Linked DNA regions of Zea mays: regions 2, 3 and 4 are each linked to region 1. A link is a contact called in public Hi-C data. All regions are on one chromosome and are shown on one strand. The core of a region is the stretch at or near the end of the contact, and the rest is flanking DNA. Distances in the headings are between cores, read along the strand shown. Region 1 holds the start of LOC542759 (pyruvate, orthophosphate dikinase 1). Region 2 holds the start of LOC103630348 (gibberellin receptor GID1-like). Region 3 holds the start of LOC100193389. Region 4 holds the start of LOC100285827.

The links. A called contact is a pair of places that touch in the nucleus more often than the background predicts.
Region 2: a Hi-C map of endosperm shows a contact between it and region 1, with 4 times the contacts expected there. The contact joins the promoter of LOC103630348 here to the promoter of LOC542759 in region 1. A contact is called at or near these places in 11 of 25 Hi-C or Micro-C datasets (bundle sheath, ear, endosperm and 4 more).
Region 3: a contact with region 1 is called in a Hi-C map of endosperm, with 2.1 times the contacts expected there. The contact joins the promoter of LOC100193389 here to the promoter of LOC542759 in region 1. A contact is called at or near these places in 2 of 25 Hi-C or Micro-C datasets (endosperm and leaf mesophyll).
Region 4: a Hi-C map of ear shows a contact between it and region 1, with 1.7 times the contacts expected there. The contact joins the promoter of LOC100285827 here to the promoter of LOC542759 in region 1. A contact is called at or near these places in 4 of 25 Hi-C or Micro-C datasets (ear, leaf and tassel) and 1 of 3 datasets of contacts at active chromatin or transcription factors (leaf).

Annotation. Positions count from the first base shown.
Region 1 is chr6:157,074,206-157,077,978 of Zm-B73-REFERENCE-NAM-5.0, forward strand. It overlaps LOC542759 (pyruvate, orthophosphate dikinase 1), which reads left to right and starts at 2,143. Exons shown (of 19, transcript NM_001112268.2): 1 at 2,143-2,568. The coding sequence starts at 2,344.
Region 2 is chr6:157,209,496-157,213,363 of Zm-B73-REFERENCE-NAM-5.0, forward strand. LOC103630348 (gibberellin receptor GID1-like) reads left to right here and starts at 1,481. Exons shown (of 2, transcript NM_001322979.1): 1 at 1,481-1,871; 2 at 2,389-3,868. The coding sequence starts at 1,833. The coding sequence ends at 3,405.
Region 3 is chr6:156,908,233-156,912,037 of Zm-B73-REFERENCE-NAM-5.0, forward strand. LOC100193389 reads right to left here and starts at 2,195. Exons shown (of 1, transcript NM_001138518.2): 1 at 605-2,195. The coding sequence starts at 2,161. The coding sequence ends at 950.
Region 4 is chr6:157,322,214-157,325,794 of Zm-B73-REFERENCE-NAM-5.0, forward strand. LOC100285827 reads right to left here and starts at 1,410. Exons shown (of 8, transcript NM_001158717.2): 1 at 816-1,410; 2 at 530-624; 3 at 167-270; 4 at 1-74. The coding sequence starts at 1,115.

The DNA of each region.
Region 1 (3,773 bases), core at 893-3,392:
CAGCCCCACGGGAAGACTAAAACTGCGTACCATAGTAATACTCAATCCAGTGTCGATTGAATATACCAAACTGCAACATAGAGAACTGTCCAACTATTTGCATGGTAGCTTCCAGTCATGCCTAGGTCTAACATGACCACCAACCTGAACTCTCTCTCTCTCTCTCTTTCTAGTACCCTTGGTACATTGGTGTTGTTACATAATGATAGAATGTATAAATTGAAAGATGGGATTCATCAGTAGTTAGACTTAGTCAGGGCAAATTTATTTTGGCAAGGCTCTAGCGAAAATTCTAAATATCATATGATGAAGTGGGAGAACGTTTGTATACCTAAGGATTGTGGAGATTTTGGGGTTATGGTCGCAAGGGTTATGAATGAAGACTTACCAGGTAAATGGGTTCAGAATATTTTGAAAGTCCGAGAGGATGATCCATGCTTTGCTTTAATCAAGGTTAAGTATAATACTAAAGGTAAATTTTGCTCTCAATTTTGGAAGGGAATACTATATGCAAGGAACTTGGTAAATGGGGATTATCAACAACGATTAACAATGAGAAAATGTACTATTTTGGGAGGAGGTATGGGTTTTGGACATGCCACTAATATTAGAATTCCCATTTTTTGTTGTTTGTCAAAATAATCATTGTTTGGTCAGTGGTTGTTAGGAAGGAGGTGGATAGAAAGTTAAATTTAGATTTTCCCTGGGGTGGAGGACATGAAAGAGTGGGAAAGGTTGCTGGACATTTTGGAAGGAGTGATAATTACTAAACGAGAATATATGTTATCTTCGTCGTTAGAGAAATCTAGACAGTATACAACAAGATCCACGTACTACAGGTAAACTTTTAGGGGTATTGTGAACAAGAGGATGAGTAAACTCTAAAAGAACAAAGCTCCAATGAAAATTTAGGTTTTTATGTGGTTAGTCATAGGGCAAGTTGCAAACAGGTGTTGATCTAAAAAGGAAGTAGTAGGGAAATGTGAAGTGTCTTTGCGAGGAATTGGAAAATGAAGATCACATTTTCTTTGGGTGCATCATGGGAAGAACCATTTGGGACTCTTTTAAGGAGGCCTAAGAATGCCATAAAGTTTGCAAGATCTTTTTGAAGAGTGTCTACCTATAAACAATAGTAAATATCATGTCAAAATTTTCATCTTCGCCATTATTCTTTAGGAGAATTTAGAATGTTCCGAATAAAATATGGATAGAAAAGAAGTTCCCAAAGTCATCCAATTTTCTACAAAATCTTCAACTTTAAGATTGAGAGTGGGTGTTGTAAAGTTCTTGGAAGATGAGTTGAACCCCATGGAGGCGTTGGCTAAAGTACTGAAAGCAATCTAAAGACATGGAGGTGGAAGGCCTGACGTAGATAGAGAAGATGCTCTTAGCTTTCATTGTCTTTCTTTTGTAGTCATCTGATTTACCTCTCTCGTTTATACAACTGGTTTTTTAAACACTCCTTAACTTTTCAAATTGTCTCTTTCTTTACCCTAGACTAGATAATTTTAATGGTGATTTTGCTAATGTGGCGCCATGTTAGATAGAGGTAAAATGAACTAGTTAAAAGCTCAGAGTGATAAATCAGGCTCTCAAAAATTCATAAACTGTTTTTTAAATATCCAAATATTTTTACATGGAAAATAATAAAATTTAGTTTAGTATTAAAAAATTCAGTTGAATATAGTTTTGTCTTCAAAAATTATGAAACTGATCTTAATTATTTTTCCTTAAAACCGTGCTCTATCTTTGATGTCTAGTTTGAGACGATTATATAATTTTTTTTGTGCTTAACTACGACGAGCTGAAGTACGTAGAAATACTAGTGGAGTCGTGCCGCGTGTGCCTGTAGCCACTCGTACGCTACAGCCCAAGCGCTAGAGCCCAAGAGGCCGGAGGTGGAAGGCGTCGCGGCACTATAGCCACTCGCCGCAAGAGCCCAAGAGGCCGGAGCTGGAAGGATGAGGGTCTGGGTGTTCACGAATTGCCTGGAGGCAGGAGGCTCGTCGTCCGGAGCCACAGGCGTGGAGACGTCCGGGATAAGGTGAGCAGCCGCTGCGATAGGGGCGCGTGTGAACCCCGTCGCGCCCCACGGATGGTATAAGAATAAAGGCATTCCGCGTGCAGGATTCACCCGTTCGCCTCTCACCTTTTCGCTGTACTCACTCGCCACACACACCCCCTCTCCAGCTCCGTTGGAGCTCCGGACAGCAGCAGGCGCGGGGCGGTCACGTAGTAAGCAGCTCTCGGCTCCCTCTCCCCTTGCTCCATATGATCGTGCAACCCATCGAGCTACGCGCGTGGACTGCCTTCCCTGGGTCGGCGCAGGAGGGGATCGGAAGGATGGCGGCGTCGGTTTCCAGGGCCATCTGCGTTCAGAAGCCGGGCTCAAAATGCACCAGGGACAGGGAAGCGACCTCCTTCGCCCGCCGATCGGTCGCAGCGCCGAGGCCCCCGCACGCCAAAGCCGCCGGCGTCATCCGCTCCGACTCCGGCGCGGGACGGGGCCAGCATTGCTCGCCGCTGAGGGCCGTCGTTGACGCCGCGCCGATACAGACGACCAAAAAGGTATCCCTTGCAGCTCTTAGAAACTGAATTCGCGAGGCAGCCAGCCAATATAGCCGAGAGAGCATTTTTTGATTGGCCGGATACATGTATGTTGCTGTGACTGCTGAGATGAAAATTAACGGACAGGAAACACATAAATAAAGACAAAAAAAAGTCAAAAAAAACCCCGAAGTATACATGTATATATAAAGTCACTCAGTAATATACACATAAAAACCGGTCTAATCCGCATGTCGTGCGTTAACGTATTATAATATACGTAATATTTGGTGATTAATAGATATATTAATATAACACAAGTACACAGAATTACGTATAGATTACGTATATCATGAATATGATTCCGCAAATACGAAAGGAGTTCTCACAAATACAGAACACAGGACAGGATACACACGCCACCACACATAAGTTGATCCCGCCGTCGAGCGCGAGCTCATGTCTTCCCACCAAGGCGTGTCAAGGTGTCCTCGCAAGCGTGGAGATGAACAAGTGTTTTCTGAAATGCTCATGTCCGAGCTCACCACCATATGGACAGTTCCAACCCGACGAGCAAGGTGGTGTCTCCACGACCGACGCTGCCCGTACCACCAACGTTTGCGTTACAACACCTGTGGTCCTTGTGACCACCTTCGCTTAAATTTAAACCTAATTATGAAAATCATTTACGCAGAGGACATCGAGAATAGTAGTAGTAGAAGTAAGAATTCCCAAACAAGTTCTTGTTTTTGTTCAAAACATTCAAATTTTCATAAGAATAAGTCCTTCCTTTTTTTACTCCAAACTTGGGAAGTGGGACTAACTAGACTAGAGCATTTCGGGCTTGGCAGGCAATTGATATGGCCCGAAAAGACCCATAAGGTAGGCCCATTCAAGCTATTGGAGGTGTTTGGGTAAGGAAAACGGGCATCAGACAAATTAGGCCCATCCCATGAATGCATAGCCCAGCCCAAACCTGGTTCAAATAGAGGGCTCAATCATATCAAATGTGAAGTGAGGTTTTTTTCTCTCGACGCAAGAGCATCTCCAATAATTATCATAAAAAGTAGTGAATTAATAACTTCCCTCAATACCTAAAAGTAGACATATCGGATCAGATCAATATCGGACCTTGGGTTATTTGGTACGACTCGCGCCCGATTCGTGTCTAGTATCGGGCCAGGTTACCTGTGTTTCTTGGTTGGATGTGTTGGGTCGGTTTTTCG
Region 2 (3,868 bases), core at 231-2,730, 130 kb after region 1:
AGATGGAGTGTCAGATGAGCTACAGTGCCTGTGCACTTCAAGTTGTGGCAGAGGGGGGGGGGGGGGGGGGGGGGTTGAATACAAGGCTGACTTTTGCACACATCAAGGTTTCTACGAGGCCATGGTGATGTTGTTTGGACTTTACAAACGCTTTGGCTATATTTTAGAGCTTGGTGAACAATATTTTTGTAGCGCTGCTCCACCGGAGTGTATTGATCTTCGTGGACTGCATTCTTATGAATAGCACAACAATGGAAGAACACGTATGAAAGATCGAAACAAGCGTTCGAAGAGAGCGAATTAGAGTCAATAAAATTTTTATGCACAAGGCAATCTTAGTCTACTTCTTCTCAAATCTTCACCAGCACATCCCCATTCTCTCTCGCCCCACTGACAGTTCCCGTGATTCTAAAGACGAAGATTATGATGTTTTTATGAGATGTAGTAATCATACTTTTTATATGCTGCGTTTGGTCACCATTAATGAAGTTATTTGCATGTATAAGAATGTATCACCTGGTTTTGTACTTTAAAATCGAGTGGTGTGACAATTCATCTAGTGTTGCATACTTCTCAGCTGAAGAAACACATTTGCATGCATGGATTGGTGTTTAAGGATTTGGCGTTTCTTTGCTTGGAGTCGGATCGAGTTTTGCTACCAAATTAAGATACTGGCTCGACGCCTGATTCACAGAGGTGGGGAGATCATGAGGCAGAACTTGGTGACACACGACATCTCACCGCGGGACTCACACCAGCCTGGTTGTCAAGGACGGGAGAGGGTAACGGTATAGACACTTGTCAGGTGTGCCATCGTGGTCAGGTCGCGCGGCGCGGTTGCTTGTCTGTCTGTCTGGCCACAGCAGAATATTGTAAGCTTGAGTCAGGGATCGAAATCTATAACTGAAATTTCCAACGGATACTGCGGTTGCCCAAATTCACTTCTGTCTGGCAACGGAGCCTGATTCACTTATGTTGCCCAAATTCGTGCTATGTCATGTCATTTCTTCTGAATGTTGTATCGTAACCCCATGTCCAGGGCTCCAGGCCACGACGACCACGACGCAGGACAAAAGGCAAGCGAGCACGAAAAGCACAAGGGGCAACTTTCGTCCCAAAGGGCGGCGCCACGCAAGGGGGGGGGGGGGGGGGGGGGTCGATTCGTCGTCGTCGGGCGCCTCGGCTCGGCAGATCCATCCAAACCTTCTCGCGAAACCCTCAAAAAGAAAGAAATAAACAAACAAAAGCCAGGCGAAGAGAGAGAAAGGAAGGAGGAGTTGATCAGTGAGAGGGAGAGAAAAATATTGGCAGCTTGGGTAGGGAGAGAAGTGGGCGCGTGTGGGCCCCGCATCCCCCGCGGGTTTTACTTTTTGAGCCGGCCGGTTTTGTCGTCTCCTCCGTCCGTCCGTCCGCCTCCGCCCGCCCCCGCTATTACCCCCCCTCCCCTCCTTCCTGTTGCCCTCCATCTCTCCCTCGCCCCCTGTGCCCCCGCCTCACACACCACAGCCTACAGCGCTTCTGCTCCAGCGCCCGCCTCGCCTCGCCTCTTCTCCTCGTTCTGCCGCCCGCGCGCGCCAGCCTGGTGCTCGTTCCCCTTCTTGGCTCGTCGAGCCCAGAGGTTGGTGGCGTCAGGGATTTGTATTGGAGCGGAGGAGAAGGGGGCTTTGCCCCGAGGAGATCGGGGACGCGGGAGGGCGCGGCGCTCGAGCCGAGCTCGGTTCAGCGGGATCACTTGGCGTGGCCGGTCCTCCGGGGCCCATGCCGTGAGCAAAGCCAGGCTTTGTTGCCCGGGGGAGAGATCTTGCGCTTGCAAGCGGCGCCCGCCCACCGCCATGGCCGGCAGCGACGAGGTCAACCGCAACGAGTGCAAGGTGCGCGCGATGCTGCCGTTGCTTCCTTCCTTGGGCTTCCTTCTTGTACTGATATACTAGTTTGGCGCGGGCATGTGCTCCGCCGTCCTTGCGTCCGGCTCCCGCCTCGGTTACGCGTTTGGGGGAGCGTTCTTCTGTAGGGGTGCGCCAGGGCTGCGGCTCCCGATTTGTGCCGCCGCTTTATGATTGGGTGGACGGTGGATTGGGGGCCAGCGCTGGCCGGCGATTTCCCGGTCAATCGCTGCCTTCCTTTCCCCTTTGGGCTCAACCCCCAATTTTATCCTCTTCTCGCTTGCCCCCGTTGTTTTGGGAGTTTGGGAGGGAGTGGCGATGGATGCCCACGGAAATGGCTGCCTAACAAGACGGTAGCGACCAAAGCTTCCATCTTTTCTGGCAAGAGGAGGCCAAAGATCGCAGCTCTCGTTGCCGTTCTCACCCATGCCAGGAAACTGCAAAAGGAATAGGAGGGGGGTGGGCTGAAACTGTTGTTGATGTTGGTTTCCTTCTTGTTGTACAGGGTGCGGTGCCGATCCACACATGGGTGCTCATCTCCAACTTCAAGTTGGCGTACAACATGCTCCGGCGGGCCGACGGCACCTTCGACCGCGACCTCGCCGAGTTCCTCGACCGCCGGGTGCCGCCCGACGCACGGGCCCAGGAGGGGGTCTCCTCGTCCGACCACGTCATCGACACGTCCACTGGCCTGGAGGTCCGCATCTACCGCGCCGCCACTAACAACGGCGGCGCGGGCGCGGCCGCGGTCACCCTGCCCATCCTTGACTTCCTCGGCGGCGGGCCGTCTCCGGACCCGTTCCCGGTGATCCTCTTCTTCCACGGCGGCAGCTTCGCCCACTCGTCCTCCGGCACGGCCATCTACGACAACCTGTGCCGGCGGTTCGTGAAGCTGAGCAAGGGCGTGGTGGTGTCCGTGAACTACCGGCGCGCCCCCGAGCACCGGTACCCGTGCGCCTACGACGACGGCTGGGCCGCGCTGAAGTGGGCCACGTCGCAGCCCTTCCTCCGCAGCGGCGGGGACGGGCGGCCCCGCGTGTTCCTGTCGGGCGACAGCTCGGGCGGCAACATCGCCCACCACGTGGCCGTCCGCGCCGCCGACGCCGGGATCAACATATGCGGCAACATCCTGCTGAACGCCATGTTCGGCGGCACCGAGCGCACCGAGTCGGAGCGGCGGCTGGACGGCAAGTACTTCGTCACGCTCCAGGACAGGGACTGGTACTGGAAGGCGTACCTGCCCGAGGACGCCGACCGGGACCATCCGGCGTGCAACCCGTTCGGGCCGAACGGGCGGCGGCTCAGGGGGCTCCCCTTCACCAAGAGCCTCATCATCGTGTCGGGCCTGGACCTCACCTGCGATCGGCAGCTGGCGTACGCCGAGGGCCTCCAGCAAGACGGCCACCATGTGAAGGTCGTGTACCGTGAGAAGGCCACCGTGGGTTTCTACCTGCTGTCCAACACGGACCACTACCACGAGGTCATGGAGGAGATCGGCGACTTCCTCGCGGCTAACCTCTAGCAGCACATGCACACAAACTTCACATGTTATAGCAAGAAGATGGGTGGTAAGCTTGACTTTATAGTTGTACCGATCTGCATCTGCTGCTGCTTGGGGTGGTGGTGGTGGGCTTTGCTGCTGATAAAACTCTCTATCTAGGAAAGAAACCACAGTGACTCTTTTTTTTTTTTGGTTTCGTCGTCGGGTTGCTGATCACAAAGCTGCTTGATGATCTGCGTCGTGGTTGATGGAGGGAAGCCTATAATTTCGCCGTCAATCATCTAACATTCTGTGTACAGTGGTGGACTGATGGACCAACAAGGAGGTGGACGGCCTTTTTTTTGTTGCTGTGTCTGATGTAGTAGTATTTCTCATCTTTTTATGGATCGGATGGGATGGTGCCTGCCTTTCATTCTATGATGAATCGTACTGTCTGTCTATCTATCTATCTACCCAATGCCGTCGTGGAACATGTTTCCAATCT
Region 3 (3,805 bases), core at 945-3,444, 170 kb before region 1:
ATGTTGTGCGATTTCTAAGCATTCAAATAAATATGTATGAGTTACTTAATTCTCAAATAAATGCGTATGCGTTACTTAATTCTCAAATTATCTAATGTGGCTACAGGCTGAGGTAGGCTATACACTGGAGGAGCAGTGACGAGAATGGAGTCGATAGCTATCGTGGTGGCATGGTCGAGAGTGAGACGGTGCACTAGAACCGGCCAGGGAGAAAAATTAACTAATTCCACCGCAACCCACTCCAACACAAATGGATTGAAGTGAAGATGAGTATAAATGTCTTTAATGTTTTTTATGCAGAAGCCACAAAATTCAAGGTGCATTGAAATTAAACCACATCAGAAATTATGACAAAAAATAATGGACTTCCGCCTCACAACAAATTTGTCTGAAATGAAAGATGGTCCCTAACAAAGAACAAATTTGATCTCAGAAGAATCAGATTGACTCCAGTCACAAATATTCAGATTCCCCATACGTGATCAGATTTAACTACACTAAAATACCATAACATATCCGGAGGACTGGCACATCATCAGCATAGTTCTCACTAACCAAAACAAAATCGATAGGGTGAATATTACATTTGGGGAGAGAAGAAAATCACAGAACTTCCAGTAACATGAGCATTTCCACTCAGCAGAGCAGTACAAATAATCAGAGTTTCAAAATGAACAAATCCATCCGGGTCATAAGCATATGAACCACAGCATGATTTAAGAACTGGCAGGCCACACATGCCAGATCGACCACAGCTGAGAACGTCACAACGTACATGTTCCTGGATGCATGGGTATCATAAAAATGCAAAACCATGACATTCGACATGGCCCCAGAAATAGACATTTCACTATGAGTATGAATGGAACAAGATTACAATTGCAAACATGCATTGATCTGCCTTACCTCTAACAAATAAGCATGATTTCAGAATCCTGGGGTTTGGGCTTCAGTCATTCAGTGGCACAGAAGTCCTAACCTCTGATTCCCCAAACCCTTGAAATTTAATCTTGCCCTCAAATGCCTTAACAACATCAGGCACATCCTTAGCATGCCTCAACACATACCTCTCCGAGAAGACCCTAGAATTGGAAAGCAGTGGTGGAATCAACTTCTGTGTCCGCTTAAGCTTACCCTCCTTCATCAATATGCTCAGCACGGCGCACCTTGGCATGATATTCTTCTCCAAGCTCAACGCCAGAGTCAGTGGCTGCGCCATCACATCAGCTATCTCAAGCTTCATCACATCCAAGAAAAACCTGAACTTCTTCTTTATGGTCTCATCTCCGACGAGCAGTATGGTGGGCTGCGTCTTGAACGCCCTGAAAAGGTCAGATTCGGACACCCCGAAGCTCTTGAAAACCGCCACCTTGCGCACCATAGTCTCCCTCCTAAGGCTGCAAATGACGCGGAAGCCGTAGAGGAAGCCCGTATCCGTGACGCGGAGGCCGAGCGCCTTGAGGTCATGGAAGGCCTCGCGGATGCGCTCCGGCGGTGTCTTGATCATTCCCATGTGAATCATGAGAAGCTTGGCGATGGCTTCCATGGAGAGACCGTGGCTGAGGAACGCCTCGACGGCGGGGCGCATGGTGCTCTCGATATCGGTCATGAGCGCGCGGGGCACGCGGGAGACGGCGATGCGGATGTTGTCATCGGTACGAAGGATGGTGCGGAAAAACTCGATGCAGGGTATGATGTGTTTTTCCAGGCTGCGGGCGAGGATGTGGGGCTCGGTGGCGAGCAAGCGGGGCTGGATCCCGAGCGAGACGAAGAAGTCGAGCTTGGGGCGAATGGTGCGGTCTGGATCGAAGGTGAGCAGCAGCGGGTCTAAACGCACCGTGCGGGTGATATCCGCCTCGGAGAAGCCGTACTTGCGCAGGAGGGCCCGAACTGCGTCGGCCCGGTCCGTGTCCCGGATGCGGACCTTGCGAGCGGCGGCGACGGCGGGGGAGACACCGCAGGAAACCAGGTAGGAGACCGTAGTGGGGCAGGGCTCGCGGTCGGGCGCCGCCTGAACGGCGGACGAGTAGTAGCTTTGAGAGAGGAGGGCGCGCGCGTGGTTGGAGTGGATGGGATTCTTGCCGCTGGCGGCGGCGGCGGCGGCGGCGAGGATTGGGGAGAGGGGGATGGTGAGCCGCCGCCGGCAGACGTTCGCAAGCATGTTGGGTGCAGTCCGTTGGATGGTGAATTCAGCGTTGATTCGCTGTGTGTGAGCAGGGAAGGCCACCGTATCGTGTTTTGAGCATGGCCGTAGAGGACACAGGACCGGGCCTAATTCGCACACCGTAGCCGTCCAGGCTCAGCTCGGCCCGCGTACAAATAACTTTTGCCGCCCAGCTCAGCCCCAAAGCTTTAGCCTACGTCGGTTCAATTGCACTAGTAGCTACCGCTCGCCCAGCGCGCGGCCTGCTGCTGGCTCGCTACAGACGATGAAGAGTGGTCATGCGACATGAATCTTAATCATACCAAGTGAAAAAAACACCGACGTAGATATTGTTGGGAGCTATTTGGAAGCGTAGTTTTTTTATATAACTAATCTAACAATGATTATGTATATACGCACATGTTGTTTTTAGTAGTCGTGGTGGTCTATGTACGATTAGAATTGACATTGATCATCCAACGGTATCATCCAACAGCCGATAGGAAGGAAGATTGAGTTTAGTAGGCTCTATACACTATTCTAAATTAGTAGGGATGAAAAAGTCGGATATTATTTTTTGTCTTTTATTATTATGAATAAATAGGATATAAAATATGTTGTGTAAGTTTAGATTCTTATTTTTTACAATGATCTTTAAAAGTTTTATAGAAAGTAAACCTCAAATTTATTATATATCTTTTTAAATGATAGATATAAAATTCAGATACAGATATAGAAAAATTTTCATGTTTTTTTGTTGTAGAGAACAAATATTGTATAAAACAACTAATACAATATTTTATTCTTATTTATAATAATATGCATATAACACAACAAAAGATTAACATCGAACTTTACACAGATCTATATAAAAATATTAGATTTGTTCTATAATAGCTAGGGTATCCTCTCCTATCTAAAGTGTTTGTATCCAGCATATAACGTGCTTTCGTTCCTTGCCTTCGTGCTTGCCTTCTTTGTCATATTGATTCTTGTTTTTTTGGGAGATACTTTTTATTCTCTTTCCTGTCTGGCCACAGTATCGCTGCATGCGGTAGGCTACGCCTGAACCGGCGCATCGTCCAAGGCCTTGGCAGGCTAGCTGGCAGGCAGCAACGTGTACGTGGCTTCCTCCTGTGTGGTATGGCGTGCCCACATTGCCAGCCTTTGTCCGGCCGACTGCACGAAGCCACAGAGAAAGCGATGCATCTAGCGTCATCCTCGTGCACCGTTAGATTTTGATCATACGGACAAAAGAAAAAGTACTGACGTGTATAGGCTGGGAGAGCGTATTTGCTCCCAGCTTTAATATATAGAAATTTCAGCGCTGATCTACTTTCTACCTTAACTCGACAAGTGGACATTGGAGTTCAAATGGAAAAAAAGTGGACATTGCAAATTTCCCATTGCTTTATTGCGCAAACTTGAACTAGAAAGCTGTGAAAATGCAAAGTGTCATTGGAGGCCGTTTTTGCAAAAAGAGGTGCCAAATTTTCTAATACTCCACTACTACAAAACGACTCTTTTTTTCCTGGCCATTGAAACCCCTCCCCATGGCTGCTATGCTTCTTGTTGGCTCCGATTTGAATCCAAACATTAGAGATGTATCAACATACTGTGCTTACTGCCAGGGGACGATCCACGATGTTGGGCCGGACAGTG
Region 4 (3,581 bases), core at 160-2,659, 250 kb after region 1:
CCTCACAACCTGCGCGCCAGCAGAGTGCCCCACAAAATGCACTGGGTTGTGCTCGTCCCACACAGGATAGTGCCCTGCACCAAATTAGAACAGCCATGTAAGAACTAATGGATAAATAAATTTTTGAAAGGTCATGTCCATGTATTGTGTTCTTTGGAATCTCTACCTGTGTGATATATTCTTCCAAACCTGTTGTGGCCGCAAGCCTTGCTGTGCTCCTCGCCGTAGTCCACCTGCCCACCCTTGAGGTAGTAGAAGAGCTCACGCGCCCTGCATCGCTAGGAACAATTAACTCTCCAGCGATCTATATTCATGGGAACATAATCTTTCTTGTTCACAGACACGGAGAAGATACCAAATCATAGTAAGTAACATAATAATCTACTATTAAGGCGATTCAAAAAGTTAAAGCAGCGGGCAACTACCAAACGGGAATATTTGGCAGGTTTTTTTATTACGATGAATTGATTGATAATGATCAGAGAAGTATCTCCGCTAGTAGTAGTAGTTTTTTTTTTGAACCACCCACCTGTCATGGATGCTGGTGAGCGACCCCAAATCCGGCACGAGCACGCGGTCGTCCTTCTTCTCGGCGCCGGCGAAGTAGGAGAGGCCACCGAGCCTCTGCGCACGGAAGCAAAGACCGAAGAGGAAAACACGTGAGGACGCTGCCGCCACGGCATTTCACCAAACACTCGCCGCCCCCGCCAGGAAGGCTGGAAGAGAAGAGAAGAGAGAGAGAGAGAGAGAGAGAGAGAGAGAGAGTTTAGAGAGAGAGAGAGAGAGAGAGAGAGAGTTTCCGATTGGCTTCGTACCCCTTTGCCGAAGCCGAAGATGCCGTGGACGAGGACGATGGGCGGCGGCGATGCATCGAGGATGACGGGCGCGGCGCCCCTGAGCTCGTCGCTCTCACCCGCCGCGGCGACGTCGACGAGCGCTCCCCCGGTCGAGCCCGCCGCCGCGGGGGGTGGCCGGCGCAGTAGGAGACACCCCGACGCCGCGGCCGCCTGCGAGATGTCTGCGGCGACGGCCGTGCTGAAGACGTAGAGGCCGAAGAGCATGTGCACGGTGGCGCTGACCCCGAGCTCCATCAGGCTAAGGATGAACCGCGCCATCTTGTCGTGGCAGCGGCGGCGGCGGCGTGCCGTTGGTCGTTGCCCTATGGATCGGGGCGCCCCTCTCCTGCTATTCCTCCTCTTGCCGCGCCAAGAAGAGGAACAGGAGGAGGAGGCCAACGAACGAAGGGAGGGAGGAAGGGACGGACAGAAAAAGGAACGGTCGCGCCCTCCGGATTGGGCCGCCGCCGCGTCTGCGCTGTGCCGCTGTGCTGTCCGTGCTCCTTCGCGCTCGCGCAGTTTGGTTGTGGGGACGGAGGCCAGACCGCCAGAGGGGAGGGTCTCTCTCTGTCTGTGGCCCCAACCATACGCTTGGCTATTTATAACTGGCGGGCGTGGGGTGGGATGGGACGGGCGCTGGATGCTGCCGTGATGGACTGATGGGTGCCTCGTTGCTCTGCGCGGTGGTGGACTGGTGGTTTCGGGGCTCGGGACTCGGGAGTCGGGGTCCGTGTTGGTGGGCGGTGGCCTCCCGGGCCTGTTCCTGGTCGGTGTTGGCTGGGTTGGGTGCGGGCGAGAGGGGGAGACCGCGCGGGGCTGTGCCTGGCTGGGAGAGTATGGGCCAGGCGGCAGGTCGCGTGCTGTTGGTAGTTGGCGTCTACGTTTCTTTGTGACTCTGAGCTGACAGGCGATGACGAGGCGGGCGTCCTGCTGCTTGCCTGCGTGGCTCCTCTAATTTTGTCCTCACTACATTGTCAAAATTTCACTCTATTTTTTTTCATCTCCAGCATTAGTTTTCTCTAAATAATCTTCCTATAGTCCACTACAAGCATAAAATATCATTTTATATCTCTATTTCTCATCCACTAATAATTTTTCATCTACTAACAATTACCCGATTACACAAAACACGAAATGTAACCGTGCCAAAGGAACACCACACAACTGATGAGAGAGAGAGAGAAAACATCCGACGTTTGGGAGGCGCGGAAAGGGCAACCGGTGCGGCTTCTAGTGAACAATTGTAGCCGCCTAAATGGTGAGGGGTAGCGGGTAGCAGACGTCGTTACACATGGCCTCATGTCACCTCCAACAATCCACCCTACCGTTCCCTCACCTCATATATGATGTACTTTGGAGGGGGGAGCTGTTCGAACGGTTCTCCCATAGCACACAATAGGGCATGTTTAAAAGTGGAGTTTTTTTTAGGCCGTAGTATTTTAGTACTATGGTATACAATATGCTACGATAGAATACATAGTTTCAGTAAAATTAGAGTAAAATCAAATTATTTGTTGATACATAGCGCTATTTGATAGCACGGTTTTTTGCAGCACAATTTTTTTATTATCACTATGTTTGACGTTCCTCTTGTTGTAAATAAAACATGTGCAAAAAGGGACGTGGAAGTAGTGTGCTGATGGGGACGGGTGGAAGCGGCGAGCGGTTTGAGATGGGAGTCGACGACGAGGGATGGGGACGGGCGGTGGGCAATGAACGGGCCACGACGGCAAATTGACGGATGATGGGGACGGACAATGATCAGTTGAGGAAGGAAAGTCTTGCTGTAGAATGACGAAGAAGGAGAGTCATGGGAACAATGAAAGATTGGGCGAGGGGAAGATAAAGCCTTAGCAAGATCATCGACTCCAAGCAGTCGCGCGTGCATTGGCTCTGCCATGAAATATTTTTGGTCGCGATTTCACATGTCTTGGAAACATGTTAGCACCATGTCACGGTGATGAAACTGATATCTTCTCTTTGTTATTTAAACATTGATATGTCATCGCACCATCTAATACGGTCTAACAATTAATGTGATAAAATGTTTGGTGACATTGTTATTGAGAATAACCTAAAAATTAACGTGATAAAATGTTTGGTGACACTGTTATTGAGAATAACCTAAACTCAAGGATAGTGTGGTGGTCTAGGACTGGCCAATCTTATCGAATGACAATCTTTACTATGGCGCTTTCTATAATTTCCATACGCTTTTGTAGGATTGTAATCACATAAACTGGCAGTAGTAATTAGAAGGGTTTGAATGTACTAGAGATAATAGTTAGTGGCTAAAATTAGTTGAAACATCCAAGCACCTCTAGCTAATAATTTAGGTATTAGCTATTTTTGGTAAATTAGTTAATAGTTAGGTAGTTATTTGTTAGCTAGATAATTCCACTAATAATTTTTATCTAACTAACTATTAGTTCTAGTGCATTCAAAACACCCCCTAATCCACCAATCTGCTTTTGTGACTATTTTTCTCTCAAATTACACCAAGCATCCAACATCGCAGATTCATAGTCTATCACGCCACAAACTTATTGACGGAATAAAAGGATCAGCGACTTCTAGAAGCGTCGATTAAACGGCTGGGTCAGCCAGAAAACACCTTTATGTCTAGGGATGAAAGTGGTAATCCGAACTGTTAGAACAAATTTAATATTTTAAAATAGATATGTATAAAATTTAATGTTGATCTTTTCTTATGTTATCAAGCACATTAGTACAAATATGAATAAA